Regions from separate parts of the Mus musculus genome. Here all the other regions are linked to region 1. A link is a contact called in public promoter capture Hi-C data. All regions are on one chromosome and are shown on one strand. Each heading gives the region's core, a stretch centred on a gene start, on an enhancer-like site or on the middle of the called end of the contact. The rest is flanking DNA. Distances are from core to core; before and after follow the strand shown.

What was found. Promoter capture Hi-C pulls out the DNA fragments that hold promoters and counts their contacts. Capture Hi-C pulls out chosen DNA fragments and counts their contacts.
Region 2: a contact with region 1 is called in a promoter capture Hi-C map of pre-B cells, with 4 times the contacts expected there. The contact joins the promoter of Tceanc2 here to the promoter of Prpf38a in region 1. A contact is called at or near these places in 6 of 39 promoter capture datasets (the C10 cell line, hippocampal neurons, liver and 2 more), 1 of 484 Hi-C or Micro-C datasets (CD4 T cells) and 1 of 9 other capture datasets (adipose tissue).
Region 3: a contact with region 1 is called in a promoter capture Hi-C map of adipose tissue, with 2.6 times the contacts expected there. The contact joins the promoter of Hspb11 here to the promoter of Prpf38a in region 1. A contact is called at or near these places in 3 of 39 promoter capture datasets (hippocampal neurons, neutrophils and pre-B cells) and 1 of 9 other capture datasets (adipose tissue).

What each region holds. Positions count from the first base shown.
Region 1 is chr4:108,576,426-108,581,395 of GRCm38.p6, forward strand. Prpf38a (PRP38 pre-mRNA processing factor 38 (yeast) domain containing A) reads right to left here and starts at 2,911. Exons shown (of 10, transcript NM_172697.3): 1 at 2,560-2,911; 2 at 504-663. The coding sequence starts at 2,689. Orc1 (origin recognition complex, subunit 1) reads left to right here and starts at 3,029. Exons shown (of 17, transcript NM_011015.2): 1 at 3,029-3,150.
Region 2 is chr4:107,175,820-107,180,789 of GRCm38.p6, forward strand. It overlaps Tceanc2 (transcription elongation factor A (SII) N-terminal and central domain containing 2), which reads right to left and starts at 2,547. Exons shown (of 5, transcript NM_025617.2): 1 at 2,419-2,547; 2 at 1,746-1,885. The coding sequence starts at 1,844. It overlaps Tmem59 (transmembrane protein 59), which reads left to right and starts at 2,811. Exons shown (of 8, transcript NM_029565.3): 1 at 2,811-3,098. The coding sequence starts at 2,910.
Region 3 is chr4:107,251,851-107,256,820 of GRCm38.p6, forward strand. Hspb11 (heat shock protein family B (small), member 11) reads left to right here and starts at 2,053. Exons shown (of 6, transcript NM_028394.3): 1 at 2,053-2,145. Lrrc42 (leucine rich repeat containing 42) reads right to left here and starts at 1,683. Exons shown (of 8, transcript NM_029985.2): 1 at 1,425-1,683.

The sequences.
Region 1 (4,970 bases), core at 1,661-4,160:
TCACTATATGTGAAGCCCTTAAAACATATTTTGTTCGGCATAGGATCAGCTAATATACCTGCCTCCTACACCTGCCTCTGCATTCCTAGAGAATAGATAATATGAAACAGCTAATTACGTTTACCCTACATTGATAGGCTTTAAATAATTAAAGAAATTCTATGGGGTCACAGTCAATAGGTAACAAAGTCTAAATAAGATACAGAACTAACCTTTCAACTAACATCTTATGTTGTATGACTCCCACATCTGATGGCTACCAACATATGGCTTTGATGAGAATCTGTGTGTATGTGTGTATGTATGCATATGTACAAATACTATGTGTGTATACTTATTTAATTTGTGAAATCTGTTTGGGGGAAGGGGGAGTTAGGTCTATGTTACCACAGCAAACAAAATACAAGTTCAAGGGCAAAAGCGTGTGGAAATGAAACACAACAGTCCTATTAACAAAGCCAATTCTGAACCACTAGAAGTGTTGTACTTGTTAACATACTCACTTGAAATCTTCATTTTTTATGAACTCAACAATGATATCCTTCTCAGGTTGAATCTGAAGCATTTTCAAGGTTAAACACAAAAAAGGAGTTGGCTTTATGTTTCCACCATACACACCACCAACGAACTTTAACTCCATGGCTTTGTCCACTACAAGTTCAGCTGAAACAGCCAAAAACAAAGTGACATACATCTTAGACATATTAAAGGCTTTAGTTTTTCTTGGCCTTAGTTTTTCTTGGTTGGAAGGTTAAATAGCTAAAGGTTTAGAGTTCCTAAATAGTCAATAAGAATTTAATATTAAGAGAACAAGAGCTTATTAATAACAGCCTTAAAAAGGAAAAAAACAAAAAACCCTGAGCATGGTGATGATTGCTCAGTCCCAGCACTCAGGAGGCAGAGGTAAGCAGATCTCTGGGTCTGAGGCAGCCTAGTCTGCAGAGTGAGTTTTAGAACAGCCAGGGCTACATATGCCTGGAACTACAGCACTACAGAGAGAGACAGACCCCTCGTCCCAGTCTCCATTAATTGTTTAGTCCATCAAGGAAGGGTGGGACTCATGAGTCCTCAATCTTTATACAACAAATTATGAGGGAAAAGTCCTCTTATTACTACCAGATGCTGGTCTGGGGTGGTGTACAACTTTAATGCCGGAACTCGGGAGACAGAGGCAGGCACATCTCTGTGAGTTCAGGGCCAGCCTGGTCTACAGAGTGAGTTCCTGGACAGCCAGGGCCAGGACTACACAGAGAAACCCTGTCTAAAACAAAACAAAAAAACAAATAATCATTGTCCTGGCTTCCAGCTAAGGATAATGAGAACAAAAAAGAGCTTAAGTGATTTTACATGCTCAAGAACCACAGCCAGAGTCACACCAGGTGAAGCTGAACAAAGCTACGACAGCTGACAGAGAGCCACTCTAAAAAACTTAGGAGCCAGCGAGGTGGCTCATGCCTTTAATCCTAGGGACCAGAAGGGGAAGGCAGATGAATCTCTGTGTGTTCAAGAGAGTTCCAGGCCATCCAAGGCCCCCTGTCTCAGGGGAAAAAAACAACAACAAAAAAACCCCAAAACAAAACAGAAACCTAAAGGACTAGGGGAAGCAGGTCAAAAATGAAACTACTGACCCATTTAAGAACAGCAAGAATTTTATTATAGGAATGGTGAAGTTCCTTGAACATCTTCAAGCTGCATTAAAGGAACCCTTATCTGGTCCCTGAGATAAACAATCTAGGACCCAGCAGACTATCAATAAATAAATAAACAAATAAATTAATTAATTTAAAAAAATGGAATGGCTCAAAAAAAAAAAAAAAAAACTAAAGAAATCCTTCAGCATCAAGAAAGACCGGTCAAGCCGGGTGTAGTGGCGCACACCTTTAATCCCAGCACTCGAAGGCAGAGGCAGGTGGATTTCTGAGTTCGAGGCCAGCCTGGTCTACAAAGTGAGTTCCAGGACAGCAAGGGCTATAGAGAAACCCTGTCTCGAAAAACAAAACAAAAAAAAGAAAGACCGGTCAAGCAGGACGTGGTGGCGCACGCCTTTAATCCCAGCACTTGGGAGGCAGAGGCAGAGGCAGGCGGATTTCTGAGTTCGAGTTCGAGGACAGCCTGGTCTACAAAGTGAGTTCCAGGACATAGGACAGCCAGGGCTACAGAGAAACCCTGTCTCGGAGCCCACCCCCCCCCCCCCCCAAAGAAAGAAAGAAAGAAAGAAAGAAAGAAAGAAGGAAAGACCGGTGAGCCCTGCGGTGCTGGTGTATTCCTTGAATTCCAGCACTCGGGAGACAGAGGCAGTTCGAAGCCAGCAGTTCTCCAGGACAGCCAGGGCTATTACAGAGAAACCCTGTCTCGGAAAACGGAAAAGAAAAAAGAGAAAAGAGAAAAAGATCGTGTCAGATTTGTCTGTGTCCCGTCTAGTACAAGTCCAGGCACAGAGCAGTTTATATGAATAGTTGACATACTCTTCCAGTATCACCCCCAAAGGGTCCGTCCTTCCTCACTCAGACAGAAGAAACCACCCGTAAGCCGAGACGCGGGCTGCGCGCTGTCGCTCACCTGTAAGTCCAAAACACTCTTCTTTCCAGTACTTTGATTCATAGATTCGCGTCCGGATGATCTTCTCCACCAGATACTGAGGGTTGGTGCCATGGATGCTGTGGGCATCCTTCACTGTACGGTTCGCCATTTTAGAACTCTTTCAATTCTATTTCCGTCGGCTTGCTTAATACGTCACATTCAGTATTTATTTAAAAGAAGGGAAAAAAAAAAAAGGACTACCGGAGGCTAGGGAAACATTAAGGAATCCCTTGCGACCGCGGAAAGCCACCAGCTTCGTACCGGAAGCTGTGGCGTAGAACTCTTTCGCCGGAATACGCACACCCCGCACCAGAGAGGGCCCAAGCAAATTGGCGGAAGTACGTCATGAACCCCCGGGAGGGCGTGGCGAGTGTCCGAAACGCCAATCAGAATCACACTGTGGGCGGGGTTTCGGTTAGTGGCGCGAAAAGTTTTCTCCTGTGCCTTCAGTTCTTAGTCAGCTGAGAGCTGGGACTACGTGTTGTAGCCGTGGTCTCCCGGAGGAGCCAGACCTGGACGAGCGAGCGTCCCCCAGCTACTCCAGTGCCTGGACTGCAAAGCGTCGGCGAGGTGAGTGCGGGTCGTTGTCCACGGACTGCATACACGTGCACCTAGGGCCGTCGGTGCCGGCACCGCTCGCAAGCCTGTAAACCTTCTCGCCTCCCCGGAGCTCCAGGAACACTTCCTGCACTGAAGGAGACCTCGGAGAAGCGGGTGGCGCCGGCCCTCGGTGGGGAGCCTAAGGCTTTGGCTCTCCGCGTGCACTGCTTCTGAAAAGCACTCGCAACCTTTCCTCTGGAACCGCGGAGCTGGTGTTGCTCTCCGCTTTACTGGTGATTCCGCCCAGAGACAGACTTTCTCTAAGTCACTTTCTGGGACTTTGGCGTCTCCTCTCCACATGGCTTGCCCTTAAGTGAGCTTTCATCTCCAATCACTGGAGAAAACATCTAATGGCTCGTATTCTACTTTCTTGGGTCTAGCCTTCTCTTAACAATTGGAGAAATTGGGAGTTCTAAGCTTTGAGCTGTGAGATTCCTGTCACGAGGTCTTTTTAGTTTTCCATAGAAGTCGAATAATCGTAATTATTTTCTACTGTAATGGTTTTTAGACATTTTTCTGTGTAGAGCCGGCTGTCCTGTAGCTTGCTCAGAACCAGGCTGGTCTCGAATTTAGAGACTGCCTCTGCCTCAGGCCCTAGAATTAATGGCATGCACCACCACACCCTGTTTTTTCAGAATTAGATTGGGGAAGGTGCGGGAGGGGGGTTCAAAACAGAGTTTCTCTCTGTAGCCCCGTTTGTCCTGGAACACTTATAGACACACATCTCAGCCCCCTCTCCTGAGAGGCTCCTCCAGACTGTTGTTGCTAATCCTTCCTATAGACAAGTTGTTCCTCTGGCTTCAGGATGAAGTTCTGGGGACAAGTCAAACTTCTTGGAATCCATTGTTTCAATAGTTGGCTACAGTAGGATGGGCATTGGTTTATCATACCGTATTTTCTCTTAGTCTGATTATCTTAGAACAGTGCTTAGCACACAGGCCTCAAATAATATTGGTTGAATAAAAAGAGATACTATTTTTCCATTTTGTGGATTAGGAAATGGGTCCGGTGGACCTGCCACTCTGATTGGGAAGCTGTATATATTACTGTATATAATAAGCTGCCAGAAGTAAATACTATTTTCACAGGTGATACGATGATACATAAGGTAAGGTAGCTTATTGGTATCTGACTGTTCAGACTTAACTTGTACAAAGATAACATCTCCCTTTCATTAGCAAATATTTATTATTGAGCATCTTCTATGAATTTACATTGTTCTGGGGTTACTTTAAAGATTTAAATGAGGTACATGTGTCAAGAGTTTGGGCTTAACTTTTATTAAGGTTCCTTTTATGTTTTTGCATTGGGTATGGTTCCTGTACTGGGTTCAGACTTGTGGTGTCCTTCCATGGATATCGCTAGAAGTCAAACTCTTCTCTTTGCCAAACCAATCCTCCTGGCTCCCCAGTCCATTCACCATTTTTGCTGATAATCAAAATCATTTTGCTGATGGAGGGGGGGGGTTGGGGGTGTGTGGAAGAGTAGTTGATTGAGCTGTGTATTAGCATTTCAACATGCTTTTATATGAGTGTCATTCCTCAGTGGAAAGTTGATGAATAATTAGGATTTCTGGAAAGAAGTCCTAAGGACAGCAGGTAGCAGGCCTTTTGTACTGTAGGCATCTAACTTGTCATCTTTTCATTTTGTGAGGAATCCTACATTTTGTGTGCATGTGTTTGCCAACTTTCTGTTGCTATGACACAGTACTTGAAAAAAAAAACAAGGAAGATAGATTTACTTTGGCTTACAATTTCAGATATTTCTGTCTAGGGTCATGTTAGGACAAG
Region 2 (4,970 bases), core at 1,297-3,796, 1.4 Mb before region 1:
GGGGGGTGGGGTGGTTTCGAGACTGGGTTTCTCTGTGTAGCCCTGGTTGTCCTGGAACTCACTTTGTAGACCAGGCTGGCCTCGAACTCAGAAATCCGCCCGCCTCTGCCTCCCGAGTGCTGGGATTAAAGGCGTGCACCATCATGCCCGGCACGCTCCATCTTTCTGCCTTAGCCCTCTAAGTGCAAGGCTACCGGTGTGCTTGACTGATTATTTGTAAATAGTCCTTGCCCCTTCCTAACTAGTTAAAATCAAGCTTAGTTCCCGCAAGCAAACAGCACATTTAAGTCTCTGTGGTCCAGGGTGGGCCTGTGGAGCCATGAGTCATGAAGCCCTGTGCTACAATTCTGGCCAAAACACTACATATAAGGTGTCGGACCACTATAAAGCATCACCATTCACACTGCACTAGGTCTGTCTAGAGCAGTGGCTCCCAACCTTCCTAATCCTTTAATACAGTTCCTCATGCTGGGTTGATCTCCATAAATAATAACCATAAAGTTATTTTCATTGCTACTTCATTACTGCAATTTTGCTACTGGTATGATTGTAAATACATAAATATCTGTCTTTTCCCAATAGTCTTAGGTAACCCCTGTGAAAGGGTCATTTTACCCACTGGTATATAGAATCCTACTTAAAAAATTAATATACCTGAGAAAAACTTTTCGGATGGAGAGATGATGGCTCAGGGGTGGTTGAGAGCAGGTGTTGCTGTCGGTGTTCTGAGTCTCACAGGTCATTTGGAGAAAGAGAGACACTGCAGGACATATTAAGGCCTTGCTGGCAGGAGGAGGTCCAGCCTCTGTGGACCGAACCACAAAAAGCCATGCAAAAGCAAAAACAACAGGGCTGGAGAGATGTTTTGTGAAGGAAAACATCACACCCCTGCAAGTTTAGCCTTTATAGTGTACTGTTTGCAATGCTCAATAATGCAGGATGTTCTAAGTGTCCCAGAATTGTCTTGTGACCAAAGGCTGTACAGCTCCTTCAGAAAAACAAGTCTATAGCTAACAGAAAACAATCGCTGTCAGCTTGATTTCTTAAAGGTCCAAGTACTTCTAGAACACAGCCACTCATTCTGATGTTTACCCTAGACAGAGTGAACAACAGCTATTTCATCCTAATGTTTTCCCTAGATCCAATGATTCTACTAGAATTCCTGCCACATACTGCTCTTGCAGAGGACTTTAGTTCAGTTTCCAGGACCTCAAATTTCTACTTTAGGTAGTGCACAATCACTATCACTACAGCTCCAAAGAGAGCCAAAGCCACTAGTGACCATATCCACACACAGACACAGACACACATAAGAATAAATCTTGGCCAGGAATAGTAGCACAAGCCTTTAATTCCAGCTCTTGAGAGGTTGAGGCAGGGGGATTTCTGAGTTCTAGGTCAGCTTGGTCTACAGGTGAGTTCCAGGACAGTCAGGGCTACACAGTGAAACCCTGTCTTGAAAACCAAAATAAATAAATAAAAATTCATCTTAAAAAGAAAAAACTTAACAAAGGGGGGTAGTGATCCTGTCAGCTAGCAACCATACCCTAAAGCCAGAATTGGATTAATTCAGGGTAGCAGAGGTACAGGAACTGATAAAAGTCTGTACAGGGTATGTAAGAAAGAAAAATGGTCCCTGAAGGGTGCTTAACAAAAAGTCATGATTCCCTACAATGGAACCTGTTGGCCCTATCTCTTTATGACAGTCCTGTGCACATTTTCTCTGACCCCACATTCCTTCTCACCTTCAACGACTCAATCGTGGCTTGCTTGTAAACCTTTTCTCCGAGTTTCTTCTTCGGGCTATTCTGGATCCTAGGCGTTCGAATGACGAATTTATCCATTGCTGGGGGCTCCGCCTACCTTCAGGTGCTTGAGGAGTATTCTATTCAAGAAACAGGGTGAAACTTTATTAAGGTTGAGATGTGTATTCCCAGAAGTGACACGACTGGATTTTCTAAACACGTCTGAATTATGAAGGCTTTTGGATGGTATTTACAGGAAATAAGACTTCTTCTCGAAAGAGGAAATCTCTTCTGAAACTATAATTAAGTTTACTTCCTGGGTTAAGTTCCTAAGATCCAGAGGGGCATGCTAGGGAGGGAGTTGGATTCCACTACCCGGGGTAATGGGGTGACTTCTGAAATCCTTTTCCAGTTCAGGTTGAGTTGTGATGAAGTTAGGGTTCCACTGGGCTCAGTGAACCCCTCTTTACACCCACTCCGCGGCAGCCCCAATCCTAAGAATTACTCTAAGGCCCACAACAACCATCTCCAGACCCCGGCGCAATACAGAAGCTGCTTCAGAAACCAGTGTTGTGTGTCAGAGAATCCCAACCCTTCCACGAGCAAGGCCTTGGCCCCAGCACTAGGAGGCCTGGAAAGGGCTTATCCAATCAGAGCTCGACGTGAGACCCACCGGGAAAATCAGCCTGCCTACGCTGTTTGGTCTCTTGACTCCTCGGGACCTCCACCCGGGCCGCGCGTTGTAACTATTTGTACACTTCTTCCGGGGCCCAGTTCCTCGCTGGTGACCCGCAGGAACTACACTTCCCAGAACGCACTGCGAGGCGTGCGGAAGCTGTGGTTGAGGGAAGCAACACCCCTCAGCTCGCTCCAAGCCGCCGAGAACTACTGGCCCCAGTCGGCCTGGCACGGAGAAAGGGGCAGGCGCGGCTCTGAGCCCAAGGCTGAGATGGTCGGCCGGGTCCCCAAGCCCGCCCACGAGAGGTTTTCCGTCCCAGAGACCGGCCAGGAGGCAGCCGATTGGGCGGACCGGGGCGGGGCCGAGGAGCTCTCGGAGGCGGAAGCGCGGGCCGGAGGGGCGGGGAAAGGGGCTGGCCCGGAAGAAGGAGAAAGCCTGAAAAGAAAACAGCAACAATTCGAGCTGCTGTGACAGAGGGGAACAAGATGGCGGCGCCAAAGGGGAAGCTTTGGGTCCAGGCCCAACTGGGGCTCCCGCCGCTGCTGCTGTTGACTATGGCGCTGGCCGGAGGCTCGGGGACTGCAGCGGCCGAAGCCTTTGACTCGGTCCTGGGAGACACAGCGTCCTGTCACCGGGCCTGTCAGCTGACCTACCCCTTGCACACCTACCCGAAGGTAGGCAGGGCCCATCCGTCCCGAGTTCCCCTCATCCCTCGGTGCCCCAGCTCGCGTCGTTCCACCTCGGGGTCAGCGCCGGGGCCCTAGTGGTGAAGCTGTGCTTCAGCCGCTGCCCACTCGGTGCAGCTGCAGTTTTCCTTGCTCCTGCGGAAATTGCCGGAAGTTTGTGCTGCAGGTCTCGGCGATAGGCTGGGGGTTGGGGGGGGGGACACAAATGTGCGGAATCGGCGAGCCCTTGGGAGCCCGCGGGACCGCCAGGGAGGCGATCGCTTGCTAGGGTAGATGGAGGATGAACGCGAGGTCCTGACCTAACTAGCAGCGCGGGGGTGGGGAGGATGGCGCGGACGCAGGCGTGCACAAAATAGTGCCTTCCAGTCTGGGTTGATGGCGCGCCTCTCTGGGACGAAGCGCGTTGTGTTCCCCGAGTCGGAGAAAGCTTGACAATTCCTTTGCGGTCTGAAGTGTGAAGTCAGCCTCAGTAGTTACCAGACACCGTGGAAGGGAGGACTTCCTGTCTGTGTTGAGTGTGTGTGAGACGCTGCCGCAAGGGACTGGATGCCTTTGTGAGGCGGCGGTTGGGGGGGGGGGGGTCTGTCTTCAAAAAACAATAAAGTAAAATAAACGTCACTCAGTGCAGAAGATAAGGAATCGTGGAGTGGATCAGGAAATTCTACTGTCCTACGGAAAACCTATACTGTGTAGCTAGAGGAGAGACCGATCCCTAACCCTGGTCCCTGCCCGCAGCCGCTGCCTAGCCTTTAATTCTGCCTTCTTAAGTTGTTTTCCAGTTTCTTATGAATTCTGTTTACTCAACATTCTAAATTGCTTGGTGGTTCTCCCCACTCATTTTCCATATATAATTAGGGTTTATGCCCCTCCCCACCTGGCTTTGTAAGGGCTTTCGCTGATGCGCGTGGTTTTTTTTTTTTTTTTTTTTGGCCTTGTCTTCTGTATGCTATTTGCTTAACCATTGTGGCTCTCCCTCTTTGCCTTCTAAAGGTACAAAGTGACTAGAATGGCAGTCCCAGTGACTTTAGAATGTTCCATATTGACAAGTGCTTTCCTGTCTTTGATATTAAAAAGTGTAAATTCTGTACCTTCAAGCATTTTGTCCCCCTTACCCATCTGAGGGTCATCAATTACAAGCAAAACATAAACGGCGCCACAAGATTGTACTGAGATTAGCCTTAAATTTTCTTTCTTTTGGTTTTTCGAGACAGGGTTTCTCTGTGTAGCCCTGGCTGTCCTGGAACTCACTCTGTAGACCAGGCTGGCCTCAAACTCAGAAATCCTCCTGCCTCTGCCTCCCAAGTGCAGGGATTAAAGGCTTGCAGCACCGGCTAGCCTTAAAATTTCTAAGTTAGAAATTAATAAATAGTTGGGAGAAATGAAGAGCTGGGATGGTCATGGACACCTGTAAATTACAGCCTGCTGGAGGCTGAGGTCAGGGGTCACGGGTGTAAGGCTTGCCTTGCTCACCTCAGGGAGTAAGAGGAATTCTTTAGATGTCAGTCAGTAAAGCTTGCATCATCAAAAGATTCTACCCGAACCAATTGGCCAAGAATTAGGCTGAGGTTTGCTTTATGTTATGTTAATGTTTGGTTCCCTCTTTTAAGGCTTTCCTAGGAAATTTGTAGAGTAAGACAGAATACTGGGGACATAAATAATTTGAAAGATACGGATACCAGGAATCTTTGGATATTTCTTGGATGTGTTTGTGTTTGAGACAGGATTTGCCTACAGTTCAGGTTGGTTGTTCAGTCTCAGCCTTCCTGCCTCAGGTTCCTCGGTGCTGCTGGGGCTATACACACGCACCATGCCAATCAGATGCCTTAGGCATTATAATATTCACTAGTTGCTAATAATTGA
Region 3 (4,970 bases), core at 803-3,302, 1.3 Mb before region 1:
AGTATTGCCACTTTATGGATGAAGAGCCTCAGAGAAATGAAGGAACTTAAGGCTCACAACTCCTAAGTGAGAGAGCCTGAATTCAATCACAGGTCTGTGTAATTCCAAAGCACAAGATCTTCCCACTTGTATCTCAAGAATAAAAATACAACATCAGCCTTAAAAATATTCTTAAAACACTCAAAATTAACATCACCGGCCATTTGATCTCTCTGGAACTCACAATGGCTCAAACTGGGAGTTAAGAGGGCAGGGACTATAGTAAAAAACAGTGGTCATCTGAGGAAGAGTGGGTGGAAACAGAACCAGGGCTCACTCAAGGATGAAGCGCTCCCCCTTCACTCTGCCAGGGCAGAAATCCGCCATATCCACACACCAGGAAAACATCTGTCAACCCACTACCTTCATCTCAAGACTGCAGACACCTTTGGCTCATTTGAAAATGTAGTGGTTTTTAAAGACTTTTTCTTAACATAGGAAGAAATCCGAAGAGAAAGTAGTTCCAAAGTATCTCTAACCAACTAACAATCCATCTTCATTGTTCTGTGTCACCGCCATTATTCAATTTCCCACTACTTCTTTTTTCCCTGTAACTTGCCACTTCCCTACCTGCCTTCTCCCCCAAACTGCAGAAACTCATGTCCTATCCGGGCCCATACTTTGTCCAAGAGCAAGCTAATCTCTCCCACATCTTGATAGTTTTACCCACTCTTTAGCTTTTCAAACAGAAAAAATTTCAGTCCCCCACCCCCCAAATTCTAACCTTCCCCATTCACTCCCAGATCTTCTACCCATCTTCCTCACATCCCAGACTCTCCCGTGCCCCTCAAAAGACTCAACCCCGCCTCCACCTGTCTTCTAGCGACCCGTCTCCAGCCCCCATCCTTCTCTCCCTCCTCACGAGTCTTCCTCTCACCATCGAGGTTCCTCTTAGCACCCTAGTCTCCCCATCTCTTTCCCGGTTTTGCGTCCTCAACCTTCAGATTCCCCTTTCTTCACGCCTCACTATCTCCAACTTCCCAATCCACGGCCTCAACTAGTTTCTTCCCTGCCCCCCCCCGCCCCACCCCTCCCCCTATTCCAACCCTAGCTCCTTCCCTTGGTGCACTCCTCAACCCCTTTTCTTTCCCCCTTTCCCGGCACTCCCACCCAAGCTTCTCCCCAAGTCCACCTAAGCTAAATCCGCTCCCTCTCCCGCCCAGAACCCTAAATTCTCACACACCCTCAGTCTAACCCGGGACGCCGCGGACCCCACCCTTAAGCCCACCTCAGGCACCCCTACCTCTTCATCCTCCCACCCCTCCCACCGCGAGCTCTACCTCGTCCCTAGGGCCTTTCCCCTCCCCCAGCCCCTCACACTCCGCCCCCGCACCCACGCGCTGCCTGAGGCTCGGCGAGCGGCCCGGCCCGCGGCCGCCACCTACCTGTGCCCCTGCCCGGGGCAGCGAGCGGCTGCACCTCACTGGCGGCTCCTTCCTCCACTGAGCGGCTGACCGGGAAGCGGCTCGGCAACCTAGGCCACAAAGCCCGTGAGGGTGGGACACACACAGAGGGTGGCAAGAGGGAGGGGCTGGGGGCGACCTGGCGCCGCGGGACTGAGGTACCAGCAGGGAGGGGTGGGGGGGGAAAAGAACTCGGCTGGGTAGGCGCGCGTGCGCGGGGCCGGCATGAGGGGCGTGGTCTGATCTGGAGTGGGCGGGGCATGTGGCGGGGCGGGGCCGGGAGTGGGTTGGGACAGCCGAGCTGAGAAAGCCGGGCGGTCGCAGGAAGGGTGAAAGGGGCGGGGCGGGGCCGTGCGTGTGCGTGCCCGCGCGAGGGCATGTCCCCCGAGATCTCTTGGAGGCCCCCCCACCTCCCCGAGGCAATGCAATGTAAAGGTAGTCCTGAGGAAAGACGCGCAAGTGAGGTGGCGCTTCTAGGCGGAGCCCCTGCCAGGAGAGGGCGGGGCGGGGCTGCGCAGGGCGCGCGCCTGGGAACTCCTCTGAGGCTGAGGCGGGGCGGGAGCGAAGCGAAGCGAGGCGGGGCGGGGCCAGGGCCGGGCGGGGCGTGACGGGCGGGGATCGCGAGCGGACCCGGTCCTTTCGCGGAGCTACCCAAGGCCCAGGCGAGCGGGTCCGTGCAGCACGGTGGGCGGGCACCGAAGAGGTGGGAGCCCGGTGGCGAGGCCGGCGGAGGGTTGCGGGCGGGAAGGAACCGGTTGTGAGGAGACGCGCGGCGGGTGACCGCGGGTGGAGCAGCGATGTCGCTGGGAGAGAACAGAGTGATTAGGGCCTGGCCTCTCTCTAGGCCCCCCTCCCCAAGAACTTTTAGTGCCCTGAAATGATGCTTTGACCCTCAGAAGGAAGAACAATTACAAATGACAGTTAATATGCCAAACGTAACACATTATCAGCACGGTCCAACCTCAAACAGGAATAATATTTAAAGTCAATGTGGGTGCATTTACGTTATTTGAAATTATTTGAGTCTTGGAGGTGAGAGGACTGTGTCCGGGCTGCCATTATGGGAGAAAGAGAATGACCGGTTTTAAATTTACACCAGAGCTACCAGTGGATGCTGTAGGAAAGGATTTGGGGCAGGCAGATGTAAGAGCACACAGACCCAAAGGTGCTGGTCAAGGAGAAAATCAACCCAGGACGTGACCCAGAGGTTTTCTGAAAGAAGTACCAGAAAGGGCTACACTGTATATTTAAAGAGAAAATCAATGGCCCTGGGAAAGGGTAGGGAATCCACCGTCCCTGTCTGTAAAACCCAGAAGGATGGATGGTGTCCTAGAGCCTACTACCACTTTGGTAGAGAGTCCCTGAGGGTATTCATCCTCGCTTAGATCAAGCATTGCCTCTCAAACCTCCATCTTGGAGCTGTGTGGAAACATGTCTGCTGGGTGGTTTTATGGGTTTCTTGGGATTGGTTTGCCTCTTTCTCATTAACTGCAACAAAACCTTAATGAAAGCCAAATCTCTGCCCCTGGTTTTAAAGAACAGATATTGGTAGTTCAGGTATATTCATTTTTTATTAAAGTGCTTTATATTCACTGTATTAAAGTGCTTGTTTGCTTTTTCCTTAGATCATTTAAGAATAAGGTAAAAAAAAACCTGAAAATTTGAAGAGAACACACTGTATCTTATTCATCTACTATATACATAGATATGAGAACATTTCCCTAGATGGTAACTCTTTTATTTATTTTGGTTTTTTGAGAGCAGGTCTATTCTAGCCCAGGAAAACCTTAAACTCACTTCTAATCCTCCAGCCTTGACCTACACAGTATATGGGGCATCACCCCTGACTTGTAATTTTTTTGAAAATGTATTATGCTCCCTTATACATTATTTATCCACATGAGATATATATCCTGTATTTACCTGTTTTGAGACATTCACACCAATTTTGATAGTAAAACTAGAAAATATAAAAACACCACAATTTTGTCAACCTTTTGCAGGGGATGTACATCTTTAATGTATGCATAACTGGAGGGGGCACTGGAAGTTTTAAAAAATGTTTATTACATTTATTCATTTGGAGGAGCATGCTTATGAGTTGGTTTTTTTTTTTTTTAATCTGCCCCGAACAGTATGGACCTTAATCATGTCTTTGAGAGGTTCTGAACTGAGCACCGTACTCTAGGTGTGAATCACATTGTTAGCACCCAGCCACTAGTTGTGTGTGTGTGTGTGTGTGTGTGTGTGTGTGTGTGTGATCAGCTTGCTGTATCAGCATTATAAGTGCCTGGGCCCTTAGTACCCGTGGACCCCTTACTGATGGAATGTGCTACCTCTTTAACTTCTTAAGTTGCGTTTTTATTGGCTGTTGGGTATCAGGCCTGGGGCCCATGCCTGCCCAGTGTCACTTTCCCATTGTCTACACCTTCAGCCTAACTTTTAGTAAATCTAAAATAATACTTTTTTTTTTTTTAAATAACACTTTTAAATTTTACCTTTGGGCCAGTCTTGTCTTAGTCTTGTCTTATGTTGATTTTTGTCATGGACTAAACAAGTTAAATTTTAATACATCTAGATCAAGGGTCATAAAAGGCCAAACAATATTTTAGGCTTTATAGTCTGTGACAGCTACTCAGTTCTGCCATACAAAGGCAGCCATAGACAATATGTAAATTGATGGATATAACCTTGTGCCAATGAAACTGTTCTATCTTGTTCACTTTCTCTCCCTTTCTTTTTGCCTCTCTCCCTCTCCTTCATTGAACCCAGGGTCATGAACATGCTAAGCACAGGCTATACAACTGTATTATACGCCCCTGCCCCTCCAGCATTTCTTTTGAGGGCCAGTTCTATTACTTAGCATATAAGCTGACATCTCAGCTTTGTCATGTCTACAGAATTGATAAGCACACTTCTTATGCCCATATTTAACAATGATGTTATTTCAAATACCTTTATTTAATTCTGCTCCCCGCTTCCTTTGACAATAGGATCTTATTCTGTAGCTGAGGATGGCCTGGAGTTTACTATGTAGCCCAGGCTCCCTGCCCACTTGTGATAATCTTGCTTTTAGTCTCCTACATGCTTTGATTATAGATCTGTACCACTATGCCAAGCCACATAAGTTTTGGATGGGATTATAGCTCAACAGTAGATCATGTGCCTAGCATTCTGAAAGCCCTGGGTTTAGTTCTTAGCGCTATAAAAATAAATTCAAATTTTAAGAAGTGCCGAATAGTACATGTTCATTTTGTTTTGCTAATAATCATTCTCTGAGTGTAGCTATTCAAAGAGCTATAAGTAATTGTTGAAGTATTGTCTGTTATTCAGCCTATATTTTCCTGGCCCAAAGTGTATCTTGAAAATATTTGTTAAAATTTTCAGAAACAAACATGTTCCTAATTGGTAGAAACTCCAAGGAGGAAAAAAAGAAAGTTACTTTGGTATAATTTGATAGTTAATGTTATTATTACCTTCAATTTTAGCTTGTGTCCACATTTTCAATTTGTAATAAACTAAGAGTTT